Linked DNA regions of Danio rerio: all the other regions are linked to region 1. Evidence: chromatin contacts called from public Hi-C and HiCAR-type data. All regions are on one chromosome and are shown on one strand. Each heading gives the region's core, a stretch centred on a gene start, on an enhancer-like site or on the middle of the called end of the contact. The rest is flanking DNA. Distances are from core to core; before and after follow the strand shown. Region 1 holds the start of foxo3b (forkhead box O3b). Region 2 has its middle 16 kb from the start of si:ch211-51a19.5. Region 3 has its middle 4.1 kb from the start of si:ch73-257c13.2. Region 4 has its middle 8.7 kb from the start of si:ch211-51a19.5.

Region 1 (2,700 bases), core at 159-2,658:
CCAAGGGAAAAATGTATGATTGATTGAAGAATCAATCAAATTAACACTGATTTGAAGCTGAATTTTGTGGTGTAGAACTAAAATCCAGAAAGAACATTCTGCCTAGGATCAAACCTTGTTTCACAGAAGAAATCAAATAACACTTAAACGGAACAGAGAATATGACAGGAAAATAAAAACATGACTTTTTAATTACTTTGAAGATCAGTCATATGATTATAACCCATGGGTTTTAAACTCAATCCCTGGAGGGCCGCAGCTCTACACAGTTTTGTTCCATTCCTGTCAAACACAGCTGATCCAAATAATCGGGGTGTTCAAAAGAGTCATGAACATCTTCATTAGTTGGATCAGCTGTGTTTGATCAGGGTTTGAGCAAAACTGTGCAGAGCTGCGGCCCTCCAGGAATTGAGTTTGACACCTATGTTATAACGAGGGGTGGATTTAGTGATTTTTGGGCCTTAAGCAATTCCAGCCATGGGGCCCAAGTTCTGAAATGCACACTTCCTACTTTTACTATTATTTTTTTATATTGTGGTTTGTTATATCACTCAATCTTCTTTTCTACATTTTAAATTAATGTAGTCTCTACATTATAAATGATTATTATCTTTATTGTGAATTTACAGCTAAAATTAAACGTATAGTTTTTTTAATATAAGTTTTACTGCTGGGGTGGTCCATGATGGATATTTTATTTTGTAATATTATTATTACATTACATTATTATAATAATATTAAATTTGATTGTATACTAATTAATATTTAATTATGTTAAAATTGTACTTGTTTAACTCTCACCATATGTTAGGAAACAATGTTATATATAGTTTATAGGTATAATTTATACTTCTAGATATTTATTGGGGGGCCCCAGATTTCCAGAGGCCCTAAGCGGCTGCTGACCTCGCTTATTGGTTAAATCCGCCCCTGGTTATAACCCACCATCTAACACTAAAAACGTTACCACATGCGTTACATGAGAATGCTGTCTTCAATCTATGTCATTATCCTGAAGGTACACTCTGATTTTACTAATCGCATGTATTTTCTCAGGCCTTTGGTTATAACCAATACTGCACAATGTATTTACTTGCGTTACGTGGACAAGGGTGTCTATTCTATAGCACATTTTTGATATATACCCAGATAACGTTGTTTGCATGCCTGAACCACAAATTCTAGCAACTGAATCTATATTTGGAAATCAGATAAAGTGATACAGGCTCCCTCTGTCAGTGCTGTGGAGTGACTTGTTTGAACATGTCCTCTCGCCTGATGGCAGCTGTGCTCTAGGAGGGAGCAGTGGCCCTTTAAGAGGCGATCCCGTACGCGGAATCCAGGGGGCAGGGCTCTGTCAGCGGTAGAGGCTGCGCTTCTCTTCTCGCCCTCCTCCAGTCACTCAGTTCTAAGTTGAGCTCGCTAGAGCGCTGACAGACGATTAGACCAGAAAGTCCTCTTGTGCCTATAGATAGATAGATAGATAGGTGAAGAAGCTTTCTGGAGGGGATTTTTTTCCTCAATGTACCGTCCGTGACATCGGCATCGGCGCGCGCTCTAACTAGCAGCCACTGACAATGCGCGACAGATGCGTCTTTACCTTTAACTGTTAAAGAGATTTCGGAAAGCGAAGAGACATTGAGTTAATCTGGGAATTAATACAGATATGATCACTGCAGCTAACGAGCACGCGTAGCTCTGTCCTGGTTATAGTAGTTGTCCTGATCTGATTTTGGCTGAATAGCTCGTTGAACGCGCTGCGGCTCTGACAGGTCAGTTCTTTTGTCACTACAGTGAGTTACTGCTGGTGATGCTTGTGTGCAGTGACGTTGTGGCGCTTTGTCCAAGGTGCGCTGGAGAGATATAGTTGAATTACATCAGTGCACCAAGTGACTGGAGTGCGACACAGAGAGGAGACACGGCGCTGGATGAATGGTACGTGTTGAGCTATTGCATTTTGATACATATATTCATGTACAGTCTGCATGGAGGTCAATATTCTATTTCTAGTCAAACTTGTTGTTGTTATTATTATGTATACTGAATAGTAGGACTGTCAGTATGAGGACATTTTGGCTCACATTTGAGATTAATGTCTGCAGATTGTGCAGTGCACACACACACCTTAAGAAATATTTTATTTCATTGTATTTATTTGTAACAAGCCTATAAGTCTCATACATTTCTTTATTATTTTAAAACTCACTTCATTGATGTATAATACATTGCTATTTTTAAAAAATCCATTTGTTGTGCACGCTCTTCTTTTTGGCTGACAATCAACTGTTAGTTATATTATCAATAATGTACTGAATAATGTAGAATATTGCTACGCAGTGTAAATAGATGCCCTAAATTCTCCGCTTTCACAATAAGAGGTGTAGATATCATCCGTCCACTGAAATATGAACAGTCTCAAATATGTCAACGAGTATCATTATGAAAGTTCAAAGAGCAAGAATATGTGCCATCAAGCGAGTGCTGATTTAAACTGAAACCGGAGCACTTCGCGTTCATGCTAAGCTTTGTTTATACTTTCACGTGAGTGTTGCGCGTACCACCACAGACGTGTGCGCGCGCACTCGCTCGTTCTACAGTAGGTGCGTTTATGAGACACATTTCAGAATGACATATTTAATGGATTTACTATCTCAATAATGATTCCCTTATTCGGATGGCAGAATGTTAATATTTAATGCT
Region 2 (2,700 bases), core at 66-2,565, 160 kb after region 1:
CACATTTACAACAACCTCACTAATGTACCATTAATATTACCACCCAGTGCAAATTACCACCTCATTTAACTGGGAAGATGTCATGCTTTGGCTTGTTTTGAACATGTATTTGTGTAATAACACTCTCTGGGATTCCAGTTTGTCCCGTTTACCATTCAAAAATATGGCAGCAATGCAAAGTACAGCAGACCTGTTTCTCATTTGCACTGGGCTTGAAAATACAGCCACACAGAGGGTCATACAGAGTCCAAGGCATATGCGTCACAGCCACAGCAATAGATCAAGCCTTCAAAAAAACAACACAGATTCCTAAAAAAAGACCTGCACACTGCCCACTGTTACAGACACCTACAAGTATGCTTGTCTTGTTTCTTTCATATTGAATAGTCATGTGCATACAATCAAAGACTGTTTCATGCTGTTAATGATGAAAGTCTGCATGCTTAGTTTCTTCAGCCAATGTTTATTTACTTTAACAGCAAATAGGCTTCATTAAACTGAACGCATTAGCTAATCTAATTAGTTAAATTGATGTCTAGTAGAAATAAAAACAGAAGACATTAAAATAGTACTTTATGTTGACCAAGAAGGCATGATGAAATATGCAAATCAAAAGTAGATCTACCATAAGGCAGGTTTTCTAAGCATGGAGATGCAGAAAAACATGATTTTTTTTTTTTTTTTTTTTTTTAGTTTTTTTGGCCAGATGGGAGCTACTTGGGATATGATTCCAGGAATGCCTAAATAGGAGCAATAAACAGAGTAGCTAAGGAAGCAGGATCGAGAATCAGCGGTTTAATATGGGTCAGCTCCTTTTGTCTCCCAGGCATCACCGCAAACAAACAGTTCTCTGATTTCCTAGAAATATCTGGAACATATCCAGCCATATGGTTCACACCCCCTTTTCCAAACCCCCTTTCCGTTTTCTACATGCTTCTGTCTCACTTTGCAGTGGTCTTTTTTTTTTTTCTACAGAGTAGGCAAACACATTCTAGAGTTCTGGAGGTGTGTATCCTCTAATCCAATCACAGTGCACCCATGCTGTGCGTCTCGGCCAATGGCAAAGCAGAGGGGTGGAGCTACCAAGCATCTGTGTGCGTGTTGTTTTTCACTGTACCCCATCTCTTTGTTTTATCATCTCCCTCTCTGTTTATCTCGCTCTGTTGATTTATTATGCTAATGCAACAGAGGTCAGGACCTGGCATAAATAGACTATGAACTGCCCATATTGGGAAGGTATTTGGGAGCCCAGCGCCCACTCTCGCACACGCTGATGACAGTTATTAAGTAAGCTGATGGGGAGGGTGCGGTTGGCCCATAACTCCAACTGAAAGCACTATCTGTACCGAACAGAAGCAATAACACCTGGCCATTAGCTCTGCTGATGGAGTCAAAACACACACGCACACACACTTGGTGTTAATTCAATCCAGAAATAAAGTCAGCTAGTCATTATCACAAAATAAACCCAGACAGAATGATCAGCTCCCTGATATGAAGAGGTGAAATGAAAGACATTGAATTGGCAGAACTATATAAGAGTTGAGATGTCAGAGGCATTAGGAGATACAGTTTAATAGTAAAGAGAGTAGAGAATTCTGTACTTGACACAATTCAAATAAATCAGCTACTAAAATGCAAATAAAATTACAAATAAAACTGGTGTGAAATTAATTTGCAATTCTTTTCATATGTTAGGTATTATGTTTATTGTACTAACATGGCTTTAACATGGTATATTAGTCAGGTTAATAAAATTTCTTCCATATTATGTCGCTTATGCATACCACAGGTGATTTTTTTTTATCAAAAATGCTTTACAAATTGAAGTACAAACTGAATGTATTTATTTATACAGTAATATATTAAAATTTAAAATACTGTAGGTGGACTCTGTTCTAATATTCTGATACTTTTACTTTTGATCAGCTGAATGTATTCTTGCTAAATAAAATAATAAAATAAAATATATATTTATGATAAACAGTCATATACAGACGTGTAGATGGTTGGAGAATATGAATGTACAGCATGAATCATTTTTTAAAATGTAGTCTACTTAAAGTTGGTTATATAATCCAGATCATACACCAGAAAACATCACAATATTATTTTGAAGGTGAGATTAATAGAGACATAAAATATTTACATATATTAGCATTTCATAGCAAAAACTTACTTTTATTTCATAAAATTGTGAAAACTGTCAGGAGTTTTACAATATTTTGACCTGACACAAAGCTTATGTGTCTGATATAAGGTCATTCAAGGCTTCAGGATCATTCTAGTTGAAGTGCTAATCCAAAAACGGTCCGACGTGTAAATCTAAAACTGTCCCACACACATACACGATCCAGGGAGGTCACATTAGTTTATTATAGTCATGCTATGATGATTGAGTTATATATTGCCATCTCGTTCTTAACTGGCCATTGCATAACACTATTCGTAGCAAACAAATCAACCAAACCACTGGCTAACACATTTGGCTCTTGTGTATTTACATTAATTTGTATGAAATCTGGGGGAAAAAAGAGGAAATGTGATTTCTTCTTTTAAAAATAAAAACCTTCCTTTCAAAATATACAAGACTGACATTAGTATACAAAAAAAAAAAAATATATATATATATACACATATATATATATATATATACATATATATATATATATATATATATATATATATATATATATATAT
Region 3 (2,700 bases), core at 78-2,577, 220 kb before region 1:
ATGTTTACCTATATTAGTCAAATTATTAAAATCTATAGCTGCTAGACAACATAAATAAAAGCCCATGTAGAAATGTACATTTTTTATTTACTAAGAACAATTAAATAGTAAAAGAAAAAATATAGTAGAAGAACAAAAATAAGACAAAAAACTAAACATAAAGAAAAAACTAAATAAAAAAATTACAAGCTATTTTGCTATACATTTCCTTCTTTTCCTCTATCTTCACACAAGAACGAACTGACGTTGTAAATGTTTCAGGAAAATGTGTAGACATAGCTTTCCATCTCCTCTCATGTATTTGCCATAGTTAAATTCCATAACATGCCAATTACGTGTGATACCAATTACAAGTGTTCGTATATACATACGTTTTTTTGCATTTGTTTTAGTTAGTTCTTACATCCATCCATCGTTAAGATTAAAAAGTGACAAAAAAAAAAAAAAAACATTAAACAGTACGACTAACATTTTTTTCAGTCTGGTTTAAAAAATTCTCATAATACTCAAACGGCCCTTCTTAAAGTATCAAAGGATATCCTTCTTGCTACCAACTGACTCTATGGTCCTGGCTCTTTCAGTTCTGTCAGCAGCACTCTATTTTGTTGTATATGAACTAAAGTCCTTCAGACGTTTCAGTCTAACTTCTCATCCTTGCTTATCTCATCTGTGGCCTACTTCAAGGCTCGTTTCTGACACCCTCCATTTTCTCCTTGTATGCTTAATTTGGAAGCCATTATGAGGAGGCGTGGCCTGTCTTTTCATAACTATGTTGACAACACCCAGATTTACTAACATATCAAGAGAAATTCCCTTTTAGATCTTAGTACCTTCAGGTGCTTAGACAAGGTCAAAATCTCAAACTGTTTAAAGGTTAAATGAAGATAACAGAGGTGAATGTTTTCAGTCCTACTGAACATTCTCAGGCTATACCTGCCTAGATCTGGGCTGCGTATCTGCCTTCAGAGCCTCTCATGTGCATTAAAATTGGACAAACACATTGGTTCTGTTATTGGCTCCTGCTTTTACCAACTCTATCTATCCATCCATCCATTGTTAAGATTAAAAGTAACTAGGAAAAAACATTGATATAGACTTTGATTAATAGTGAAGCAAATGATTTGTTTCATTCATTGCTTTCAGTTGTTTTAAACTGAGCTATTCAAACACCAATCACACTAGAAATGGCCCTGAATTGGATGAAGATGGACAATCGCCACTTATTGCCTACCTAAAATCTCATCTCTTATCCGCCTCAAGAGGCTCTGTAGCCGTCTAATACAGCTGATGGGCAATCCACTGTACCCAGAGATGAGTGGGCAGGGGTGCCCAACAGGGTCAGATGTTTCTGCCCTCATGGCATAACCCCCTATTCAGAAGCTCTTACTCAGCCAGACCCCCCGGGCCTGTGTAAGCCTTTCCCACTGTGATCCTGTTGTCTTATTAAAAGAAGCCACAGGGAACACAAGTCATCCACCTTAGGTTTCTGACACACCAATCAGCATCTGCGATAATGTCTCCTACAGCTGACCTCTCATACGACCTTTGTAATGGGGTGGAACTTTTAAGAATAATCAGCGGTGGAAAGGGAGAGAACTCTGCAGCGCTGCTAAATAACTGTGATGAAGTGATTCTATAATCTATCATAATACCATAATCCCATGATCTTCAGACTTCGCCCCTCATGAGGTCATAATAGCCCCTTTCATTCAGCAACACACGCTGGCTCTTAAGTGAGAGTTCGCTAATTATAACGCTATATTTCTTCAACAAAGCAGCATATTCAGCTTTGGCTAATTAAGTAATTGACCGTTTTAAAAGGTTTTAGCGTTGCACAAAATGTGCATACACCACATGTATGATGGATGATTTGGCAGTTTTAAATAGATGAATGAATCATAAAGGATGATTAAAATAAAGCAACGATGAATGAGACAGAACTGATGAAGAAACCTAATTTGTGATAAATTCACATTGTTTATATCCTAAATACAGTTATTGTACTTTGTTTACTTTTGCTTACTAAATTATAAATACAGTATGACCCTTAAGGGTTAAGCATGCTAAACATCATATCTATCAATACATCCATCCATCCATCCATTCATCAATCTATCCATCCATCTATTCATTCATCCATCCATCTATCTATCCAACTGTCCACCCACCCATCCATCCATCCATCCATCTATATATTCATCCATCCATCCATATAGCCATACATCCATCAATCTATCAATCCATCCATCCATCCATCCATCCATCCATCCATCAATCTATCTATTCATCCATCCGTCCATCCATCTACCCATCAATTTATATATCCACCCATACATCTATCTATTCATCTATTCATCCATCCATCTATATATTCATCCATCCATCCAAATATCCATACATCCATCAATCTATCTATTCATCCATCCGTCCATCCATCCATCAATCTATATGTCCACCCATCCATCCATACATCGATCTATCCATTGATCCATCCATCCATCCAACTGTCCACCCATCTATCTATTCATCCATCCATCTATATATCAATCCATCCATCCATATATCCATCCATCCATTCATCCATCCATCCATCTATACATCCATCCATCCATCCATTTAATCATCGATCTATCGATATATCCATCCATCTATTCATCCATTTATTTATTTAGTGTCTATCGATCTATCCACCTATCTATT
Region 4 (2,700 bases), core at 123-2,622, 140 kb after region 1:
GTGTGTGTGTGAATGCAGGAGTGTATGGGTGTTTCCAAGTACTAGGTTGTGCCTGGAAGGGCATCTGCTGCATAAAACATATGCTGCGCATACCCATGATCAATCAGGGATTAAGCCAAAGGAAAATAATGAATGAATATAATCTAACAGAAAAATTACATCTGAAAAATAACAGCTGATAATTTTTATATTTCTAAGTACATCAAAATACAAATTACTTTTTTTTCAAAATACAAAAAACTCAATTTGCAATAAAATTTCCCAATATTTATATTTGCATTTTAGATCAAAATGAAACACATTTATGAGTATAACTCAGCACTAGGCCCACACAGAATCTGCGCGCACAGAATTCCGCAGATTTTAAATTTTTAATCATTGATTCTTTTTTATTTACTTGAGTAAATGTGTGTACATTTATTTTTATTCAGTTTTTAAATTAATTTCAGTTTAATTATTATCTAATATGAAAATGTTCATATGATTTATTTACAATACAGTTTGTAAATTAATATTTTCTTCTTTTAGTATATATTACAAGTGAGACTTGCTTTGCTTTGTGAAAGACTTACCAAATAAAATTGATATAACTGGATTAGCATTTTAAACATTAAATAAAAGTTAAAAATGTATTATTTTTTATTTCATATTACGTTTTTAGTTATGATACTCCCAAAATCATTCAGCAGAAATCCGCAGGTTTTTAACACAATTCTCCACAGAAATTTCAAAAAATGTCCGCAGATTCTGTCTGGCCCTACTCAGCTCTTTAAAACTTTTGCTGCATTTTATTTAAAATGAGTTGAAACAACGCAATCTGTTCTTCAGATAACTTAATTCTTTCATGTTTAATCCACTTAAATTTGTAAAAAATGATTTAGTTAGCTTAATCCGTTTGTGTCGGGACGACATGAAGGAATTGTGTGGAACCCAGCATTTTTTACAGTGAGTATGAATATAGTATTTACTGTAACTGCCTAATGTTACGGGAATACATGAGAGACAGACAGAGACTGGCAGAAGTGCACGTCAACAGAGTCCTTGATCTCACAGAAACCCACACGTCTGCTATGCTCCTACTTTTTCTCACACACATGTGCTTGAACCTCCACCAGCTGTGATCAGGCCAGAATCTGTGAAAAGTGAGGTCAAGTGACATCATCGCATGTTGACTTTCTCGTTTCTCAAAAGGCAAGATTAGATTTGTCATTTCCCCCCCAAAAAGCATATAATTGACACATGGTCAATAAAAAAAAAATGAAAGAGTAGGAGAAGGAAGGAAGAAAGTAAATGAGAGAAGAGAAGGATAGGGTTTGGTGTCGCGCAGCAGGAAGTCCGGAAACAAAGAGAACATGTAGCACCAGCTGCCATGATGACATCACTGCGGTGGTGACAGAGCTGTAGGGCCACTGGAGCGCAACCCAGAAGGCCCCGTCCCTTTCTCGCACATTTTTTTCCATGGATAAAGCTCACAAAAGTCTGAAATCTTGTATTTCCATGATAGTGAAAACACAATGCAAACATCTTCAAGAGGAGACGTTTCAAAGGTGACGACACCTGTCACAAAATTGTGGAGACCCAGTGTGACTGATGTAGTAGTGGTTTATCTGAGGAATGCTTTACATGTATGTTGCCACTTGAAGGTTTGGAATGGGCATCCTAGATGAAAAGCTGATAAAAGACGTGCTAGTACCGTCACTGATTTTGTACTCAAGTAGATAGATGGTTGGTGTGTTTCTTGTCTGAAATGTCCATTACTGTTCATAAATTTTAATTTAAAATATATATTATGATGTGGTTGTTTTGTATGATGACCTCATCATTAACCAATTAATCAGTGTAATCGATGGCTTTAATGTCATATTAATAACAACATGTTTATTTAAAACAAATGATCAAAACAAATGATGTTTAGGTCATTTATCTCACTTAAAATTCAAGTAAAACATTACAAACAGTATGTAATGTTAATGAAAGGTTTTAAATAATAAATGATGCGTCAACATTAGGAAGGAAGACAATTAAGCAAATCATTTCTGAAATGAAACATTTCACATTTGGCCACACATAATGTGCACTCTTATAATTACTCAATTCTGACGGGCAATTTCAGTTTAATCAGTTAGAATTGTTTGCAGATTAACAGGCACTCAAAGGATGTTTAATGGAATAAGTTAACACTTTGTGCAGCTGTCTGATATTAAGCTGAAACAAACGGCATCACTTCACTATTTAACCTCATAAGCAGTTAATTTTAGCCATAATTAATACCTGTAAAACTAGCCTGATCTCATGACGAAACGTAACTTTTTGACGTTTTGTCAGTTAAGTGGCTAAACCGTACAAGTTCAGTCATTCGAAAATGTACGATTTTAAAAAGGTAAACCCAACCATCATTGGGGAATGAGCAATTGTATTAAATTGTATGAATGAGATCATGTGAATTCATACGGATCAGCCACTAATTCAAAAAGTTACGAATTGCTGTGAGATAGCATTGGAAGAACCTGGTGCTATATGCTTTCTGAAGTGTCTTAAAAAATGTATTTCCTCTGAAAATGCAGTTATGTTCCAAATTAGAATAATATTTCTGAAGGCTCATGTTACACGGAAGGATTTATGGATGCAGCTTTGCCATTACAGGGATACATTTTATTTCAAAATTTATTCAAGTAGAAAATAATTCATTTAAAATCATTT

What was found. Hi-C and Micro-C count contacts between places; a contact is called where the count stands out from the background. HiCAR-type assays count read pairs that join an accessible place to other places.
Region 2: a contact with region 1 is called in a HiCAR-type map of caudal fin, with 5 times the contacts expected there. The contact joins the enhancer-like site here to the promoter of foxo3b in region 1. A contact is called at or near these places in 5 of 18 Hi-C or Micro-C datasets (caudal fin, embryo and fibroblasts) and 1 of 4 datasets of contacts at active chromatin or transcription factors (caudal fin).
Region 3: a Hi-C map of embryo shows a contact between it and region 1, with 2.2 times the contacts expected there. The contact joins the enhancer-like site here to the promoter of foxo3b in region 1. A contact is called at or near these places in 3 of 18 Hi-C or Micro-C datasets (caudal fin and embryo) and 1 of 4 datasets of contacts at active chromatin or transcription factors (embryo).
Region 4: a contact with region 1 is called in a Hi-C map of hematopoietic stem cells, with 5 times the contacts expected there. The contact joins the enhancer-like site here to the promoter of foxo3b in region 1. A contact is called at or near these places in 1 of 18 Hi-C or Micro-C datasets (hematopoietic stem cells) and 1 of 4 datasets of contacts at active chromatin or transcription factors (embryo).

What each region holds. Positions count from the first base shown.
Region 1 is chr20:35,139,420-35,142,119 of GRCz12tu, reverse strand. It overlaps foxo3b (forkhead box O3b), which reads left to right and starts at 1,408. Exons shown (of 4, transcript NM_131085.1): 1 at 1,408-1,935. The region is part of intron 3 of LOC141379314 (a long non-coding RNA gene); the gene reads right to left.
Region 2 is chr20:34,979,131-34,981,830 of GRCz12tu, reverse strand. It overlaps a transcript of sesn1 not described here. Among named protein-coding and RNA genes, the nearest start is that of si:ch211-51a19.5, 16 kb to the left of the region's middle. Within about 2 kb of position 1,315, at least 54 of the 62 cell types and tissues checked have an H3K27ac peak or open chromatin away from gene starts, as enhancers often do. A contact at or near this core is called in caudal fin, where this site is marked.
Region 3 is chr20:35,355,513-35,358,212 of GRCz12tu, reverse strand. No RefSeq gene overlaps it. Among named protein-coding and RNA genes, the nearest start is that of si:ch73-257c13.2, 4.1 kb to the left of the region's middle. Within about 2 kb of position 1,327, at least 4 of the 62 cell types and tissues checked have an H3K27ac peak or open chromatin away from gene starts, as enhancers often do.
Region 4 is chr20:35,004,048-35,006,747 of GRCz12tu, reverse strand. It overlaps a transcript of sesn1 not described here. Among named protein-coding and RNA genes, the nearest start is that of si:ch211-51a19.5, 8.7 kb to the right of the region's middle. Within about 2 kb of position 1,372, at least 10 of the 62 cell types and tissues checked have an H3K27ac peak or open chromatin away from gene starts, as enhancers often do.